3 separate regions of the Mus musculus genome follow, and all the other regions are linked to region 1. Evidence: chromatin contacts called from public HiCAR-type and promoter capture Hi-C data. All regions are on one chromosome and are shown on one strand. Each heading gives the region's core, a stretch centred on a gene start, on an enhancer-like site or on the middle of the called end of the contact. The rest is flanking DNA. Distances are from core to core; before and after follow the strand shown.

Region 1 (3,427 bases), core at 429-2,928:
TTAATTTTTTTTTAATTTTTTTAAAGGTTTGTTTGTTTGTTTGTCCATTTAATGTATGAGTGCTCTATCTGCATGTGCACCTGCATGTCAGAAGAGGGCATCAGATCTCATGGTTATGAGCCACCATGTGGTTGCAGGAAATTGAACTCAGAACCTCTAGAAGAGCAGCCAGTGCTCTTATCCGCTAAGCCATCTATCTCTCTAGAAGCCTAAACTGCTGGGTCTTAAGTCAGCACATCCATTTGAAGTCCATTCAGGCAGATGCCAAGCCTCGTGCAATGGTTTTTCTAGGTTGTCAACTTGACCTTATTGGGAATTAACTGAAACCCAAGTGGTATACCAATGAAGGAGTTTTCCCCCTTAATTAAATCATTTGAAATGGGAAGACCCACTTTTACCCTGGATCGTTTGAGGTTGAAAGATCCACTGTTGATGGAAGCAAAAAAAGCTTGCTCTCTTTGCATACTGGCCCTCACCCTCACTGGCAACCTCAGTCCGTCACTAACATTTGAACCCACTTCTTTGGCATTCCAGCAGATATTGAAGGCCATCTGGCCTTGTGGAGTGAATAACTCCTGAGTTCTTGGACTTTCCATTGTACAGCCATTGTTGGACAAGCCGGATCACATCCTGTAAGCCATTTTAATAAATCCCCTCCCACATGTGTGCGTGTACGTGTGTGTGTGCGTGTGTGTGTGTGTGTGTGTGTGCGTGTGTGTGTGTGTGTGTATGTGTTTCTTCTCTAAATTCTGTCCCTCTAGAGAACCAACAGTAATACAGGGTTCCCACTTGCAGTCCTATTGACACAGGGCCTGAGGACTCTTTGGTATCAGGACTGGCCAGCACAGTTCCAGGGTTGGTTCTTACTGGAAACCCCTCATAATTGCAGAAACTACGAGTAACTCAAGATATTGTGAAAAATCCCTTCAGGACAAAACTGTCCCCAGTTGAAAGGCACTGCCACAGGTGGCAAAGGAGCTAATATGGGTCATAGGCCCCTTACCTGAAGTCTGAAAGTATATTGGAAGTTCCTTTTTTTTAAACAAAGGACTTACTTTCACTTCGTGTGTGTATGTGCACACATGTGCTGGAGCCTTCAGGTGCCAGAAGAGGGCATCAGATTCCTTGGAGCTGAAGTAACAGTTGTCTGACTTGGGTGTTGGGAACTGAACTCTGATCTTCAAAAGCAGCACTCTTTTGTGACTCCTGATCTCTCTCTCTCTCTCTCTCTCTCTCTCTCCCTCCCTCTTTCCAGAAAATCTTTTACAGCAGGCACTTGAGCAAGTCATTTCTCCTCCGAAAGTTTCCCCCCTTTTTTTGGTCTTTAAAATGGACTCTATGTTTGTAAGGTGTTTAGCCTTACTGCTCACCATCTGACATTCCTTGATCTTGTTCAGAATAGATGGAGGCACCTGGGAGGTGCCCCCAAGGACAAGGAAGTTTGAGAAGGAACAGATTGTGTAGAAGAGTGGACAGGCAGGGGACAGGAGGAGCATCTTAGGGACTTGAGCGGCCCCCAACCCCTGATTCTTAGAGGTTCACTTCTTCCAGGCCTACTCCTCAAGGATACACCTAGAAGATCCAGATTCCAGAGGCCACGCCCACCTTCGGGCCCCGCCCCATCTGGCCCCGCCCCATCCACTAATCCCTCCCACCAGCCCTAGGCCCCGCCCCTGCCAGGGCCCGCTTCCTCCCGCCAGCCGTGGCTTGGGCTTTGCACCCGGCGGCGACTGAGAACTGTGTGGCGACTGCGGAGCCAGCAGCGCAGGCGGGCGGAGCGGAGCTGTCCGGCCCGGTGGCGGGCGATGCCCCCGTGAGTCTCTGTCGCTGCCCCTCCCCGCCCCGCGTCCCTACCCCTTCGGAGTCCGCGCCCGCTCGGGGCCGGGCCGCGCCTACCGCCGGGTCCGCGGGGCGGGGTCCCGGGGCAGCACCTGCCTCGCCTTGCGGCGCCACTCCGCCAGCGGAATCCCGCTCCAGGCGTGGACCCCGGCCCCACCTCGGGGTAAGTCAGCAGGCCTTGCGCGCCTGCGAGTGGGCGTGGGGAGGGGGCTGCGGTCAGGGCAGGGGACCACGCCGGGAAGGGGGGTTCCGGCCGGCCGCCGAGCGCTACGTAGGGATGTATGCCAGATCTGGGGGGCGGGGGGGAGGGTTTGGGGGGGAGGCTCCGCGATGCGCACAACCTGGGATGACTGTGGGGCGGGGGCTGAGCCTGAGGAAACCTGGAAAATGGGGTAGGAACCCTAGAATCTGGAGTACTTTGCTGACGCTCAGGGTTTCACCTGGGGCCCTGATCTTCAACAGCATTGCTTCGCATGGCATTTTTGCAAAGTGCTTAAAATCCCTCCTGGAAAGGTAGCCTGCCTTTCTCCCTCCTGCCTGTACCCTGGTTGGGAAGCGGCCACTTTTTCCTTCCAACGTGACACCATTGTACCCAGAGAAACACTCCCCTTCTTAGTAAAAAGGAGAGAGGTGGTGCTCACGCAGCTTCAGGGTGAAAGAAGGGGCTTCTGGGAAGCTGGGAAAAAGTGGTCAGGGGCACGATGGGTCACCCAAGGCTTCAAGGAAGCTTGGCAAGACCCTTCATGGGCTATTCTGGCATCTTGTTCATTTGGGAGAATAGGTCTCCTTGGCTGGCTTCCTGGTTGCCTGGATCCCAGGCCCCCATTACCTCTGTACAACCCAACCTCAAGGAGTGGGTTTCCCCTCCTAGTATCTCAGAAGCGAATGAATGGTCCCTCTATAGCTCTTGTAGTCCCTGGCTAAGGTGGGAAATGTTGTAGCTAAGCCAGAGCAACAAGGGGCCCTAGCTAGCAGTGCCATCAGGGGCCTTCAGGGCTTGGGCCTGGGGGAATTGCTGTGTCCAACCCTGTCTCTAAGGGTGATATCTTGGAGAGAGATGGAAGGCAGCTGCTTTTCCTATTGCTCTGTTCTCTGCTGGTGATGACTTCTCACTGGGTTTTGGGGCCTGAATGGTGGAAAGAGGGTCTTTCACCAAGGGATTGACAACCCATCTCCACAGTTGCTGCCAGCCACCAATCAGTCCGTAATCACAATCACGCAACTGCCAACTCTGTCCCCATAGGCAAGTGAAGAGGATGGCCCAGTGGGACACTCTCTGGGCAGGGGCCTGCTGGGGAGGGGTCCATGCAGTTTGTGCTTAAACCAGGTATTCAGGGACTTCCTTGGGTTCTCCAACCATCTGGCCGTTTACAAGGGATAGAGCCCCAGAGCTGATTAAACTTGTCTTCAAATCCCGGCTCTGCTACTTTCTGCCTATGTGATATGAAAGGAAGGAATCACCTGCTTTCTCCGAGCCTCTTTCGGCAAAACAGTCCTACGGTTTTAGGAGGAATAAATACAGTGGTAGGTTTGAGCAGCTTCTCCCTGAGCCCTCCTGAGCTCAGTGGGTAACTGCTGAACTATAAGC
Region 2 (3,636 bases), core at 61-2,560, 2.0 Mb after region 1:
CGTGCTGTTCTAACCCTGGATTTTCACTTCAAGGGAAAGCAGTACAAAGAGCTACAGCTGACAGTTCTGATACTAACTAACCTCTATCTAATATATTCTCTCTCTCTCTCTCTCTCTCTCTCTCTCTCTCTCTCACACACACACACACACACACACACACACACACCCTCTTGATCTTTCAAAACGCTTCTGACTCCCTTGCTGCGTCCTTCCACAGCACCCTCACCACATTTGTAACTATTTCTTAACTGTCTTTCACTGCTAACTCGATGGGGGCAATGACTAGACTTTTCAAAGCTGTATTCGATGACATTTTCCATGTTGCCAACACAGAATAAACACAGCGATCCTACGACCACAGGCACTTGGCAACTGTGCCAGACCCAACCTGAATCATCTGACTTCAGATCCAGAAGTGGACAGCACCTCCCATAAAGTTAGCTTGGATTGCGAGTGAACAGTGGCAGTCTAAGAGTAAGGGGAGCTCACTGAACGTAAACGCAGGGCTTACTAGCCTACCTTAAATTTAACAGGCATTCCAAATTTTTAACTTTTTTTTTTTTTTTAGTTCTACTACCAGATAGCCTTTAACCTGCAGCTGCCCAGATCGAAAGTTAGAGAGGTTCCAAGGAAAGGAAGGATCTAGGACTGGAAACCTCTCTCTAAAACCAGATTCTTTTCTTCTCCGAGATCAAGTTACCCATCCGAGTAATGGGAACAAGACCCGGTCAGGAGGAAATTCTAAGGTCTCCCAGGGTCCATTCAGTTGGTTAGGATGCCTTTAGGAATCAGGCCTCCGCGGAGGCTGATAGGCAGAGCTGCGAAATCAAGGAGAAAGTGGCTTCCCCAAGACCTCCTGGTTCAATCTGGTACCCCAGCCCCACCTCAAGAGACCGCACCCAGGAGCCCGGGATGGCCGAAGGGCCCAAACCCCGGCCTTTCAGCAAGACTCCTCAAACGCGCGTAGGCTAGCACAGCCTTTACTAACGGCCAGGACCCGGTGGGCCCCAAAGACCATCCCAATCCTTATCCAACCACCAACCCTCACCTTAAGAGTTCCGCCTCACCTCCGGACTGCGATCAGCCGCTCTCCACTTCCGGCAAGAACCGCCCAGCGGTCTTCGCGCGACCCACTTCCGGGCCCTCACTGGGCGCGGCACCCCCACCGGAAATGAACCACTGGCTGTAACGCTAGCCCGGGGGAGAGGAAGAAGTTTGGCCGCTCCGCTCGTGACTCCGCCCTCATTCCCCGCCACCGGAGAGAGAATCTGGCTTAGGAGCGTTTGGAAAAGGGCTCCGCCTCCAAGGGAGGTGGGGGAGGAAAACTCGGGGAAGGGGCGTGTCCACGGTTGGTCACGCCCCGAGGCCCAGACCAATAAGGAGCTGGAGTTCCTAACCAAGCCCCACCTCCTCAAAGGAAGACAGCTGAGTGGCTGCTTGTTTTGTCAATTTGTGCTCGGAGACTGAGGTCGTTACGTTTTTAGCCTCAGTCCGGAAGAGGTTCAGGGAACAACAGTGGGGCTAGAAGGCTCTGAGACCCAGTGTCTGGTGGTTGGGGGGACCGGGACCAAATTTCGCCCCTGGCTGGGCGTGCAAGCCTTGGTTTCCCTGTCTGTAGTACAGAAAAGCAATGGACTCGGTCGCGGAGGCTAATAGAGTAGGCTTTGAGCGTCTGGGCATGCTCGCCCTCGCTCGATTCCGAGGCTAGGGCTGGGAAGGTGGAGAAAATCTTCCACTCGCGCCCCACTTCCTGTTTGCTCTGTGCGTTTTGTGACCATAGATGGTCAGGTCCGTGGCTGTGCTTAAGCTTCCGCCTCAGGCTTCGGAGTTCTTCCTCCCACCCTGTAGGGTGTGGTCCCTGAAATGAAATGAGCAAAATTAAAGGAGATCTTGTCCCATTCCTTAAAAATCTTGCTTTTGAGGCTTCATCGCCCCAAGCTATGTATGCCCAGCTGGCTGCTAATGAGCCCGTGTGCGATTCAGAGCTGTAACTGCAGCCTGCAGGGCAGTCTTCGCCTCCCTGCTTCTTAGACGGGGGATCGCGTCTTTGTTTCCTCCGGACTTAACACTTTCCAACCGGTCATTATCCTCCCACAAAGATTTATTTCTAGAAAAAAAATTGGCGAGTGCTGTGCTATGGTTCCTACCCCTTCGACTGGATGACTGACAACTCCGCGTTCAAGTTGAATGCAGGTGTTATATGCCAGAGTCAATCATTCAACAAATACAGTTCATGTAATAATAGCTACCATTTACTGTGCGCTGACTACATGCCAGGCTTGTGCTGAGCGCTCAAACCATTTTCATTTAATCCTAATAGCAACTCTCTGCGGTAGGTACCATTACATCCTCGGAGCTTCAAATGAGGAAGCTGAATAACTTGCCAAGGTCACAAAGTAGATGTTGAAACTTTAAACAGAGCACGCATTTGACTGTCTTAGAACCAATGAATTTAATCATCCCCAGTGATAGATAGATCTGGGAACATTTGAGGCATTGGGTGCCTCTGGTTGTAGACGTAAGTTGTTCCATTCCTGACTCCGAGCCCTTTACTAGCGTCCCGACTTTGATCAAGGTGCTTTGGACAATTTACTGGCCTCCCCCAGTTTATGACTCCCAGTTTGTTTAAAACAGAAATGACAACATACCAAATTATGGCACAAAAATCATCCGTTTATAATATGTTCATTTCAGGGGCAGGTGTGGTAATGCTCACCTTTAGTTCCAGCACCCGGGAAGCAGAGGCAGGTTGATTTTGTGAGTTCAAGGCCAGCCTGGTCTACATAATGAGTTCCAGACACAGTGAGACCCTGCCTCAAACAAACAAATACATTTGGGCTGGAAAGATGACTCAACTGGAGAAAGACATCTGCTTCCAAATCCTGAGTTTGATTCCCCAACACCTACCTGACAGAAGGAGAGAAGACTTCAAAAAGTCATTCATGGTCCATGTGGGTTCAATCTCTCACACAACAAATAAAATTTTTGTTTTATTTTCTCTTGAGAAAACTTCTCATACCCTTGGCTACCCTAGAGCCAAGACCAGACTAGCTTTGAACTCAGACATCTCTGCCTGTCTTTGCCTCCTGAGTGTTAGATTTAAAAGTATGGGCCAACTTGCCTGGTCAATAAATAAAATACGTTTAAAATTTAAAAGTTTAACCAATAAATACTGTCTTAACATCAAACAGAGAGTTGTGATGCACACCTTTGATCTCACCTCTGGGAAGATTGAGATAGGACGACTCTGAGTCTGAGGCCAGCCTGGACTACAAAGCAACAATTTGCCAAAACAAAACAAAACAAAATCAAAAGGTTAAATATGAGTCTATATGCAGCTCAGAACAGACAGCCCCTCCCCCTAACCAATTTTACCCTCCTAAATCTCTTTTGTGAGTAGGGACACAAAGTATACAGATCATCCATCCATGCGTCCAAGAGCAATAGAAGAAAGAGGGGACGAGAGGGGGCCAGTGAGATGGTTCCTGGATTAAAAGTGCCAGCCACGTAAACCTGAAGAGCTCTGTAATACACATCAAGGTGGAAGGATCGCCACACGTTTGAAATAGCATGCATGCCCACATACATGCATACATAATACATACACAAATTAAAGACCATTTCCTTACCTGTAAA
Region 3 (3,596 bases), core at 831-3,330, 2.4 Mb after region 1:
GCTTATCTATGCCTTGAATTCATGTGCTTATTCAACAGACAGGTATTGAGCATTTAGTCTGTGCCATGTTAGACGTCATTTAAAGGTCTTGTTCTCATAAGGCTTGTGTATAGGGAAAGACAGACACTAAATGAAGAAACAGGCAAAATGCCTGAGACTAGAGTGTTTGGAATCCTCCCTTTTTTAGATTATGGAATATTTGCAGAAAAATATATCTTAGGAATAAAGCCATAAAGCCCAAATCTTTTTTTTTTTTTTTTTGGCTTTTCAAGACAGGGTTTCTCTGTGTAGCCCTGGCTGTAGACTAGGCTGGCCTCAACCTCAAAGATCCACCTGCCTTTGACTTCCAAGTGCTGGGATTAAAGGCACAAGCCACCACCCACCCAGCTGTGGCTGACTTCAAAATTGTTAAAATCCTCCTGCTTCCGCCTCCCAAATGCTGAGATTAAAGGTGTGTACCACCACTTTCCAGCTTTTTTTTTTTGGTTTTTGGGGTTTTTTGGTTTTTTGTTTTTGTTTGTTTTGTTGTTGTTGTTGTTTTTTGGCTTTTTTTTTTTTTTTTTTTTTTTTGGTTTTTCGAGACAGAGTTTCTCTGTATAGCCCTGGCTGTCCTGGAGCTCAGAAATCCACCTGCCTCTACCTCCCGAGTGCTGGGACTAAAGGCGTGCGCCACCACGCCCGGCTTTTTTTTTTTTTTTTTTAAAAGACCGGTCTCACTATGTAGCCCTGGCTGGCTTGGAACTTGCAATATCCATTTGGTTGGTCACAAATACTCAGGGGGGATCGGTCTCCCAAGTGCTGAGACTAAAGGTGTGAGTCACTACACCTAGCAAGGCTTCTTTATTTAATATAGTCACCAGAAATTATTCTCAGAGGTAAGGAGGGACTCTTACTTGTATACCATGGTAACCATGGCAACCATGGCATCTGCTGGGGGGGGAGCTCTGATTAGCCATTTATTGGAATGAATTGATTGATTAAATACTTATATTTCCTCAATTGTTTGCTTCAACCAGTAGACGAGTATCTGTCTAGCTTTTGCTAATTTCTGGTTTGAGTGAATATAAGGATAGAAAAAAAAATGGTCCCTGGCACTTATGGAGTAAGGAAATACTGCTATAACTCCACATATTTAGTCTCATGAGATAACATGATCTTCAAATGGTCAGTGAAACCTTCATTTGGGTAAAAAGTCAATGATTACCCTTCATCATCTAAGCGTAAACTCTTAACTAGCGTTTACATAGTAACAAAAACATTGTTTCACATGCACAGATGCATTCTCTTTGTGTTGTGCCATGAGTCGCCACGAGATGCCTTGTAAGGACATCACTAGAGATAGCTCCCTTATACAAGAACCATGAGCCCAAATACACCTTTCTTCTCCTCTTCTCCTTTTGCACAAACTAAGCTGTAGGCGTGCCACCAGAACAAAACAGGAGCGGACAGTCACGTTTTGTTTTATAAAAGCTTTGGCAAGATTTGTTCATCTTTTCAAAAACAGTCTCATCACCTAAGATACCACCACCATTTCTAATGACCTCCAAAATCCAACCTCAAGGTTATATGTTCTTAAAACTTTCGTATGTCTTACGTATTCAGCTCAACCATGTATTGGGCCACCTAGTAGCTGTACTTTAGCATCCCTTTGTGTAGATTTGGGCATTTCATGGATGTTTTAAACATTATACCTGCGTGTGGGTCTTGGGGAGGACATGACTCAATCCATACACTGCAGAAAGAGAATCATACAGGTGCGTGCTGCTGGTCCTCCAAACGCAAGGGGACGCTGTGACACCTTGCGGGCGGCTCCAGGTCACTCTGGTGTGACTGCCCCGCCTTGGGCCCCCGGGGCAGAGTGGGCGGGCACGACTGCGCCCAGGTCTCGAGGCGCCCTTCGACCAGCAGCGCCCGGGGCGGGAGGGTATAAATGGAGCGGTGGCGGCTCCAGCCGCCTCTCTCCGCCCCGGGTCGCAGCCATCAGTGTTGCGTTTGGGCTCAGCACGCCTGAAGCAGAAAAAAGAAAAAGCTTAAAAAAAACACAAAAGCCTCAAAAACCTTAAAAAAAAAAAAAAGAAAAGAAAAGAAGAGGAAAAAAAAAAGCAAAAGGGAAAAAAAGAAGAAAAAGAACCAGACAGCGACTTGTGCTGGGAGCCCGTGGGGAAGTGACTTTCACAGCTTCCGGCCTGCCTGTCCGTCAGCGTCTGTCTGTCCGTCCGGTGGTGAGCCATCCCCCTCGGCCCGGCCCGCCCCTGCACGCCTCTGCGCCGCGTGGCAGCCCCGCGCCCCGGCTGGCCGCACCACGTGTCCGCACTGCCCTTCGCCGGCACCCGCAAAGATTTGGTTTCCCCCTTCCTGGGCTGCTGTAACTGTAAACCGCCGGGAGTCCGGGGCCTATATTTATCACGAAACGCGTGTTCCCAAGGCGGCCGTGAGCGCAGCATCTGATTGCCTCTTGAAAATTTTTTGCCCCCTTTACGAGGGGATTTCCTACTTTAATTTTTATTTTTTAAGCCTCAAGCCAGGACAGCTGGAGAGTACAAACTCCAGGAGCGGGCCATATTGTTTTTGAGAGCCTTTTGTCTTGGGGCTTTTGCAGTCCCGTGCAAGTCGTCCCGCACACGGGTCCCGGCTCGGAGCCTCCCTGCTCCAGCCTTCTCCGGCGTCGCTGGTGCCACCTGTGCGCTGCGGCGCGTGCCATAGCTCCTCGGAGCCCCTTTTGTCCTGCAGTAGGCCTTGTTAGAAGTCCTCCTGGCGGGGCTCGGGGTCGTGGGGGGTGGGGAGATGAACGCTGCAGCCAGCAGCTACCCCATGGCCTCCTTATACGTGGGCGATTTGCACTCGGACGTCACCGAAGCCATGCTGTATGAAAAGTTTAGCCCTGCGGGGCCTGTGCTGTCCATCCGGGTCTGTCGCGATATGATCACCCGGCGCTCTCTGGGTTATGCCTACGTCAACTTCCAGCAGCCAGCTGACGGTGAGTAGTAGCGGTGTGCACACATTCGGGAGATTCCTGGGGACCTTGGGAATCCTGAAGGCGGAGGCCAAACTGCCAGGACCGGGGAACATAACAGCATGTTGCCTGAGAAGCCTTGGGTGGAAGCAAAATGAGCCAGGCATGTGGTCATGACCCTGGCTTCAGTCTCCCACCACTTGCTAACCTGATGACCTTGGGCTACTGGGTGGGGGTGGGGTAGAGCAGGGGTTGGAACCCAAGGAGATTTGTGTAATTCGGGATCCGAATAAAGGGACTTGGGTATTCTAGTGTGTCTAGCCCCACTCAGGTAGAAGTGGGTCTGGCACTCAGTGCATTGAAATGACACCTGAAAGTGTAGGTTGCAAAACTGGGGGCTCTAACCTGAACTGACTGACTTGGGATGGCTTTAGGGCAGTGGAAAGCAAGGAGAGCAGTTTCATCCAGTTGCCTTGAGGGGAGTTGCTAGTGTCAAGCTGTTTCTACCAGGCTCTCTTTTGGGGACTTGCTCAACTGCATGGAGCTCGAAGGATGTAGAGGAGTGTACCCAGGAAGTCTAGGAAGGTGTCACATGGAATGTACTGGGCAGTTTTGCCTCACTTGTGCTGCCTCAAGTTGGGCT

What was found. Promoter capture Hi-C pulls out the DNA fragments that hold promoters and counts their contacts. HiCAR-type assays count read pairs that join an accessible place to other places.
Region 2: a HiCAR-type map of astrocytes shows a contact between it and region 1, with 4 times the contacts expected there. The contact joins the promoter of Cap1 here to the promoter of Rims3 in region 1. A contact is called at or near these places in 4 of 39 promoter capture datasets (cranial neural crest, frontonasal cranial neural crest, hippocampal neurons and 1 more), 4 of 115 datasets of contacts at active chromatin or transcription factors (astrocytes, embryonic stem cells and pro-B cells) and 1 of 9 other capture datasets (embryonic stem cells).
Region 3: a contact with region 1 is called in a promoter capture Hi-C map of hippocampal neurons, with 2.2 times the contacts expected there. The contact joins the promoter of Pabpc4 here to the promoter of Rims3 in region 1. A contact is called at or near these places in 3 of 39 promoter capture datasets (cranial neural crest, hippocampal neurons and liver).

The regions. Positions count from the first base shown.
Region 1 is chr4:120,853,121-120,856,547 of GRCm38.p6, forward strand. Rims3 (regulating synaptic membrane exocytosis 3) reads left to right here and starts at 1,679. Exons shown (of 8, transcript NM_182929.3): 1 at 1,679-2,002.
Region 2 is chr4:122,884,766-122,888,401 of GRCm38.p6, forward strand. It overlaps Cap1 (CAP, adenylate cyclase-associated protein 1 (yeast)), which reads right to left and starts at 1,311. Exons shown (of 13, transcript NM_001358035.1): 1 at 1,049-1,311.
Region 3 is chr4:123,280,831-123,284,426 of GRCm38.p6, forward strand. It overlaps Pabpc4 (poly(A) binding protein, cytoplasmic 4), which reads left to right and starts at 2,081. Exons shown (of 15, transcript NM_130881.3): 1 at 2,081-2,977. The coding sequence starts at 2,785.